Regions from separate parts of the Mus musculus genome. Here region 2 is linked to region 1. Evidence: chromatin contacts called from public HiChIP or PLAC-seq data. All regions are on one chromosome and are shown on one strand. The core of a region is the stretch at or near the end of the contact, and the rest is flanking DNA. Distances in the headings are between cores, read along the strand shown. Region 1 has its middle 16 kb from the start of Gm41955. Region 2 overlaps Lmod1 (leiomodin 1 (smooth muscle)).

What was found. HiChIP or PLAC-seq counts read pairs in DNA pulled down with a chosen protein or histone mark.
Region 2: a contact with region 1 is called in an H3K4me3 HiChIP or PLAC-seq map of embryonic stem cells, with 29 read pairs. The contact joins two enhancer-like sites. A contact is called at or near these places in 1 of 39 promoter capture datasets (pre-B cells), 1 of 15 datasets of contacts at CTCF or cohesin (pro-B cells), 2 of 484 Hi-C or Micro-C datasets (bone marrow-derived macrophages and embryonic stem cells) and 9 of 115 datasets of contacts at active chromatin or transcription factors (bone marrow-derived macrophages, embryonic stem cells, pancreatic cancer cells and 2 more).

The regions. Positions count from the first base shown.
Region 1 is chr1:135,216,292-135,219,200 of GRCm38.p6, forward strand. No RefSeq gene overlaps it. Among named protein-coding and RNA genes, the nearest start is that of Gm41955, 16 kb to the left of the region's middle. Within about 2 kb of position 1,475, at least 35 of the 459 cell types and tissues checked have an H3K27ac peak or open chromatin away from gene starts, as enhancers often do. A contact at or near this core is called in embryonic stem cells, where this site is marked.
Region 2 is chr1:135,357,473-135,360,572 of GRCm38.p6, forward strand. The region is part of intron 1 of Lmod1 (leiomodin 1 (smooth muscle)); the gene reads left to right. Among named protein-coding and RNA genes, the nearest start is that of Shisa4, 16 kb to the right of the region's middle. Within about 2 kb of position 1,724, at least 44 of the 459 cell types and tissues checked have an H3K27ac peak or open chromatin away from gene starts, as enhancers often do. A contact at or near this core is called in embryonic stem cells, where this site is marked.

The DNA of each region.
Region 1 (2,909 bases), core at 225-2,724:
AAACCCAGACTGGTCTATAAATTGAGTTCCAGGATAGCCAAAGCTACACAGAGAAACTACATAGTAAGACCCCCGTCTCAAAATGTTTTTGTTGTTTTTGAAAAAAGGGTGGGGATCAAAGTAAAGGAGACATCACTGAACTAAGTCAAGAAAATATCCCCAGACTGATCGGAAATAGCCTTCAAATTCCAGGGTGACAGGACATAGCAAGAACCAAAGCGGTGTTTGGAAACCAAAGTGTCACAGGTACAAGTGACACAACTGAAGCAAGAATAAATCAAATAGTCCTGTACCTTATAGAAAGAGAGAGAACAAATCCCATGATCAAAACTGTGGCCAGGGATAGTGGCGTACACCATTAAGCCCAGCATTTAGGAGGCCCAGGCAAGTGGATCTCTATAAATCCAAAAGACAGCCTGGTTCGTCTGACCAGCCAGGGCTATATAGTGAGACCCTATGTCAAAAATAAAAGAATAGTGTTGTGTGTGGTAGCACATGCACTCCAGCACTTGGGAGGCAGAGACAGGTGGATCTCTGTGAGTTCGAGACCAGCTTGGTCTACAGAGCAAGTTCCAGGAACCAGACTCTGGCTGTGGACAAAGCAGGGAGTCCTCTTACCCACTGAGCCATCTCTCTAGCCCCATATTTCCCCCTTTTAAACACCCCTATTCTTCATAAACTTGTCATTTGTCTCTCCAAAATGAATACTCAGATTCTCTTATCCTGTTTTTCTTTTCATTGTCTCCTACACAGAGAAACTTGTCTCAAGCAAACAAAGAAAGAGAATCGATGTCTGTTTTAGCTTTGGCTTCAGTATGAAGAAGTACTCTAAACAAACAAACAAACAAACAAACAGTTAAGAGCATGAACATATGTGTGCTTGGGGCTACTGTACAGCACTGGCCTTGCATACATACATGGAGCCCAGGGTTCCATTTTCAACACTAAAACATGGAAAAAACCTAAGGCCCTCCAGAGGTGTTTGTTGAGAGAATACAGATGTTGATTTTCTATTTGTGTCTGGAGGCCTCAGGGTACCCACTTCCAGCCTGAAGAACCTCTGGCCTAAAGAGGACAACCAGAACTTTTGCTTTCTCTTCTTTCTCTTTCCACTCCTGCCCCTGGAATTGGCTTGGGGTTCAACCCGAATTTTTGTTCTCTCCTTGTTGAACTGATCCCTGCAGTATAGATTTTCTTCTCTGCAAAAAGGACCGTGGGGAAAGATACCAGAAAAGGCAGTTTCACCTGGTCCCCACCTGCCCTCACTCCTCCTACTGGGATGTTTCCAGAAGGCTCTCAGGGCCCTGTGCTCCCCCAACTAATCGTTTTCATCGGTCCCTTGGGGAGCCTGTCTCCTGGGATAATCGAAAGCAGACCGGAGCAGGAACACTGGTCAGCAGCCCCACCCTGTGCAGTCACAGTTGCTGCAGCCTCAATGACAACCCAGCTGAACCCTTTGTTGGGTTCGTGACTTCAATCTATTTGCAGAGCGCTGGCACCCTGCGCAGCTGACAGAGCCCCATTCACTGGCCCGGGACTCACAGGACCACACCCGCCCACACACAAATGAGAGCAGTTCAGGTTACATCAACCTTGGAACCCATGGCTACAAAGGAGGTTGGGAACTGGGTAGCAGGGCCGCACCCCACCCCCCAGGTTGCTTGGGTGGCTGAAAAACACAGTTTGGCCTATTCTAAATCTCTGGAGTAGCAAAAGCATACGGCGGCCCTGGTTGTCTAAGATATCAGCAGGCAGGGGACAGTCCCACTCACTTTCCCCCAGGGTCCATGGTACAGTGTCACACCAAGCCTGGGACTTGTCTACACTTGTCCTGTGCACCTAAGTCTAGCTTTAGTGCTAGGCTTAGCTCTTCTCTACTATGATGCTCTGGCCTACGGATGCTGTTGCAGACAGCCTTAGCAACTGCAAGGAGTTTTTGGAATCTTTGAGCAAGGTTACCAAGGTGATCCTCACCTGGGCCCAACTTGGCATCACCTTCCTCCCTTTGACCCTTTGACCCTGTGGCAGGTACCTTGGTGTCCTCTGCCTCACTGTTTATTTTTCAGCAGAGCCCTTTGGCTTCACTGCCCAGATATAATCCTATTATATACCATTTTTCACTATCATGACTATACTATCCAAGTCCAATGTAAAGATGGCTTACCAAGGCTTGGGACATAACTCATTTGGTACATGCTAACACAGTAAGTGTGGAGCTCAGGGTTTGATCTATTGTACCACATAAATAGGGTGTGATCCATGCCTGTAATCACAACACACAGAAGGTGAAGACAGAAGGGCCAGAAATTCAAAGTCACCCGCAGTTCCAGGCCACCCTCACCCCACCCCCACCCCCCCAAACTCAAAAACTTCCCTGAAAACTTCCCCAAAATGACTTAGAAGCCAGACATGGCACTATAGCAGGACATCCCTATATAGTCTTAGCACTTGAAAAGCTGACAAAAGATGATCAGGTTCAGCCTGGGCTATATGTAGTGACAACCTATCTCAATGGAAAACAGACCAAACCAAACAGCAGCAGCAGCAGCAGCAACAACAACAACAACAGCAACAACAACAACAACTACAAAACGAAACAACAAAAAAGAAAGAAAGAAAGAAAGAAAGAAAGAAAGAAAGAAAGAAAGAAAGAAAGAAAGAAAGGAAGGAAGAAAGGAAAGAAGGAAGGAAGGAAGGAAGGAAGGAAGGAAGAAAGAAAGAAAGAAAGAAAGAAAGAAAGAAAGAAAGAAAGAAAGAAAGAAAGAAAGAAAGAAAGAAAGAAGGAAAAGGAAAAACTCAACTCACAAAAAGCAGATGTATTCCCTGATCTAAACTATGGACCCTTTTTTAAAGTTTAATTTACTTTCATTTTATGTGGGTGAGTGTTTGGTTTAGTTTGTTTTGGTTTT
Region 2 (3,100 bases), core at 474-2,973, 140 kb after region 1:
CCAGGTAGAATGAAGCAGGAGCCTGGAAGGAGTTCACTCCCTCTGTCCCCAGTAGCCCTGGCTGGGGTGTCTGTTTTGCCCTTCACACCAGCTTGAAAGGGAGCTGTTTTCTCAGGGGATTTGTGGCCAGCTCCTCTCTGCCCTCTCTTCTGCAAACAGATAGCACTGGTAGCTTTGGGGACTTGGACTAGGAAGTCACGGGGCAGCTGGGGTCGGAGGAGCAAGGGACCAAGATTTGGGGTTCTGAGAGAATGTATAGAACCAGAATGGAGAGGTGGCGAGGGGTTTGCATTCTGCAAGCAGGACTAGGAGACACTACCACATGTTTCTCTTGCTCTGCTGGTGAAAGAACAGCCTCGATCCTGGAGGAAACAGCTGACCAGGGCCAAAGGCCTGGCAAGCCCTAGCTCTCCACATTGAGGCTGCCCGTGCTGTGACATTCCACAGACCACCAAGGTCAACAGCAACATTGCTAAGACCTGGAAACAATGTCCAACAAAGACAGAATGGGAGACTCAGAGCCACTACTCCAATCTAGAGCTCAGGCTCGGGCGCGATCCGGTTGCTTCCAGTTGGAGAGTCTTCCAAGGCCGCCCAGATCCTGGAAATGCAGGAAGAGTGGCTTTGAACCTCTGAAGCAGGGTCACCTCAGACTTGCTGGGGGAAGAAACAAATGTTTCTGAATTGGAGGCAGTGGTATCCCAGCTGGGGGGGGGGGGCACTGCAGGCATCCCTGCCTCCTAGGCAAGGTGCTGGAGAGGGGGCTCATAAGCAAAGACAATTCCCTTCCAACCTTCCTATGAGCAGCTCTCCAGGGACCATCTACAAACTGGCAATTCCCTTCCAGCCTTTCTATGGGCAGCTCTCCAGGGACCATCTACAAACTTGCTCTTCACAGCTGTGTGGGGCCAAGGAGACACCTCACCATCAGGCAAAGAAAGAGATAGCTAGGATAGAGTTAGCCTGAGCTAACAGGGCTCCACAGTACAGAGCCCTTTGTTCTTGCCTTCAATGAGCTCTCACTTTCAAATAGACAAACCTCTTCTCTCCTGTTCTCTCCCCCTCTGTTGGCACTGGAAATGTTGGCATGGTGGCTTCTCTGTAATCAGATATGACTTTACAGGAAGTGGCTTCAAGAGTATCTGGTGATGGGGACAATGCTGTTTTGTTCACTGAAGTCCTCGGGGGCTGCTTTTAGCAAACAAGACACCATCACATGGCCACAGGCCTGGAGGAAACAGGTGAGGAGTTGTTTCTCACCTCTGACCCCCAGGAGAGGTCCCTTCATGTGTCACAGGCCACCGGAGGTTCTCTATGGTCATCCTTTCCATAGTCTAGTCTCTGTGCATGACTCTAGCTAGACTCCAGACCTACCCCTCCGGGCTTCCTGTAACCTTTAATCTGTTCCCAGAAGGAACAATCATACTGCCTAGATCCCTCATCTGAAGGCTGATAGACCTTCGTCCTCTTGAGTTCTTTGTTACATTTAACCTAAACTCCTTTTTTCTATAGATGATGAAAGGTCAGGTAAGGTCTAGAGATAGCCAGCACCGGCAAAAAAAAATAACCCGTGGAAGCCATCAGGATGCACAGTATTAATCCCACAAACAAAGCCAAGCCACCAGCCCAGACTCCCTCTCAGATAAGTATAAGGAGGAGGCTTGGCTATGTGCAAGGAGCTGGACTTTGCAAAATCCCAGGCCTGGGAGCAGTCTGTGCTCCTTCTCCTTTTAAGGCAAGGTCTGAGCTCCCAGAGCTGAGCTTGCTCCAACATGCCCCAGCCCCATTCATTCCTGCTATTTGGAGGAAAGCAGTGATTAATCAACCTTTCCCCACCCCCACCCAGCCCCGTTTACATTTGGTTCTTTTTAAAGCGTTGGCACACCTCTTGGTAGAGCTCAGTCAACCTAGACCCCAGGTCCAGAGTATGACTGGAGGAGTGGCAGCTGGTGTCTGATAAGGTCAAAGGTCAGGATGTGAGAGGTCTGGGAAGAGAAAGGGTTAAACTGTAAAGATCAGTCTTACTTGAGGGGTTCTGAGTTAGGGGTGGGTGTGGGGGGGGAGTGATCTGTGAGGCTCTGTGGGTGGTGTGGCACTCAGGCAAGAGGAGTGTGGAGCAGGTGGGGCACGGAGCCTTAACCTCCGAATGGGAAAGATCAGATACTCTTGTATTGACTTGATGGCTGCTATTGAGACAGTTGGGCCTGAGTTCCAGATTGCCTAAGCCTGCCCAGTCCAGTTGGTTGTCATCTCTGTGGATCTTAGCCTCCCTTGAAGGGCAAGCCTGCAAGCTGAGCAGTTCGGGCGTTCTGGGGAGGTGTTTGAGCGGTAAACAGTAAGTAGATGGGCATGTCTGGGGAGCAGAGAGAGAAAGAAGGTAGCAGGCTCTGTCCCTCCAAAACTTTGCTCAAGAGCTAGCGCTCTCCATCACGTTCGTGCAACAAGAGGAGGGTGTTAAGGGCCCAGTGAGGTGGGATGGGAGAAGTGATTCCCAGGCTAACCTAAGGAGGTCTTATAAAGGAGCCCTAAATGGAAAGCTGCTCCAGATAATCTAATGGGCCAGACGCAGCTCCCAGGGATCCAGAGTGAGAGTGAAGGGGCTCTGTTCACCACACAACTCCAGTGACATGCAGTACAGCTGTATACTCTCTGGGCTTAAGGTTGAAAGGGGCACAGTCCAAGGCCCTGACTCCCAGGCCTCCAGCCCTTGCCTGCCTGGTGTGATTGTGGGAAAGAAGTCAAAAAAACCAACCAACCAACCAAAAAAAAAAAAAAAAAAAAAAAAACCCAGGACTGGTCCCTACTAGGGTGTTTGCAATGCAGGCACGACCTCTTCTCTCTCCCCTCTGGGAAGGGAGGGGGTAAGGAAGGGCTGTATGGCCAGAGGGTACCATGGACTGTTGCTCTTCCAAACCCTGCCTCTCCCTTGTCCTACACTCTGTCGGGTACACCTGAAAGAAAGAAGCCCTTCCTGGTCTCTCTTCACTGTAAAAAAGAAAAACAGTACAGGAAAAGATCTCAGGGGCATCCCTTAGTGACACATCCCTTGCTCCTGACTCTCCATCTTATGGCTAGTCAAAAGGCCTGTGTCATCTACTGC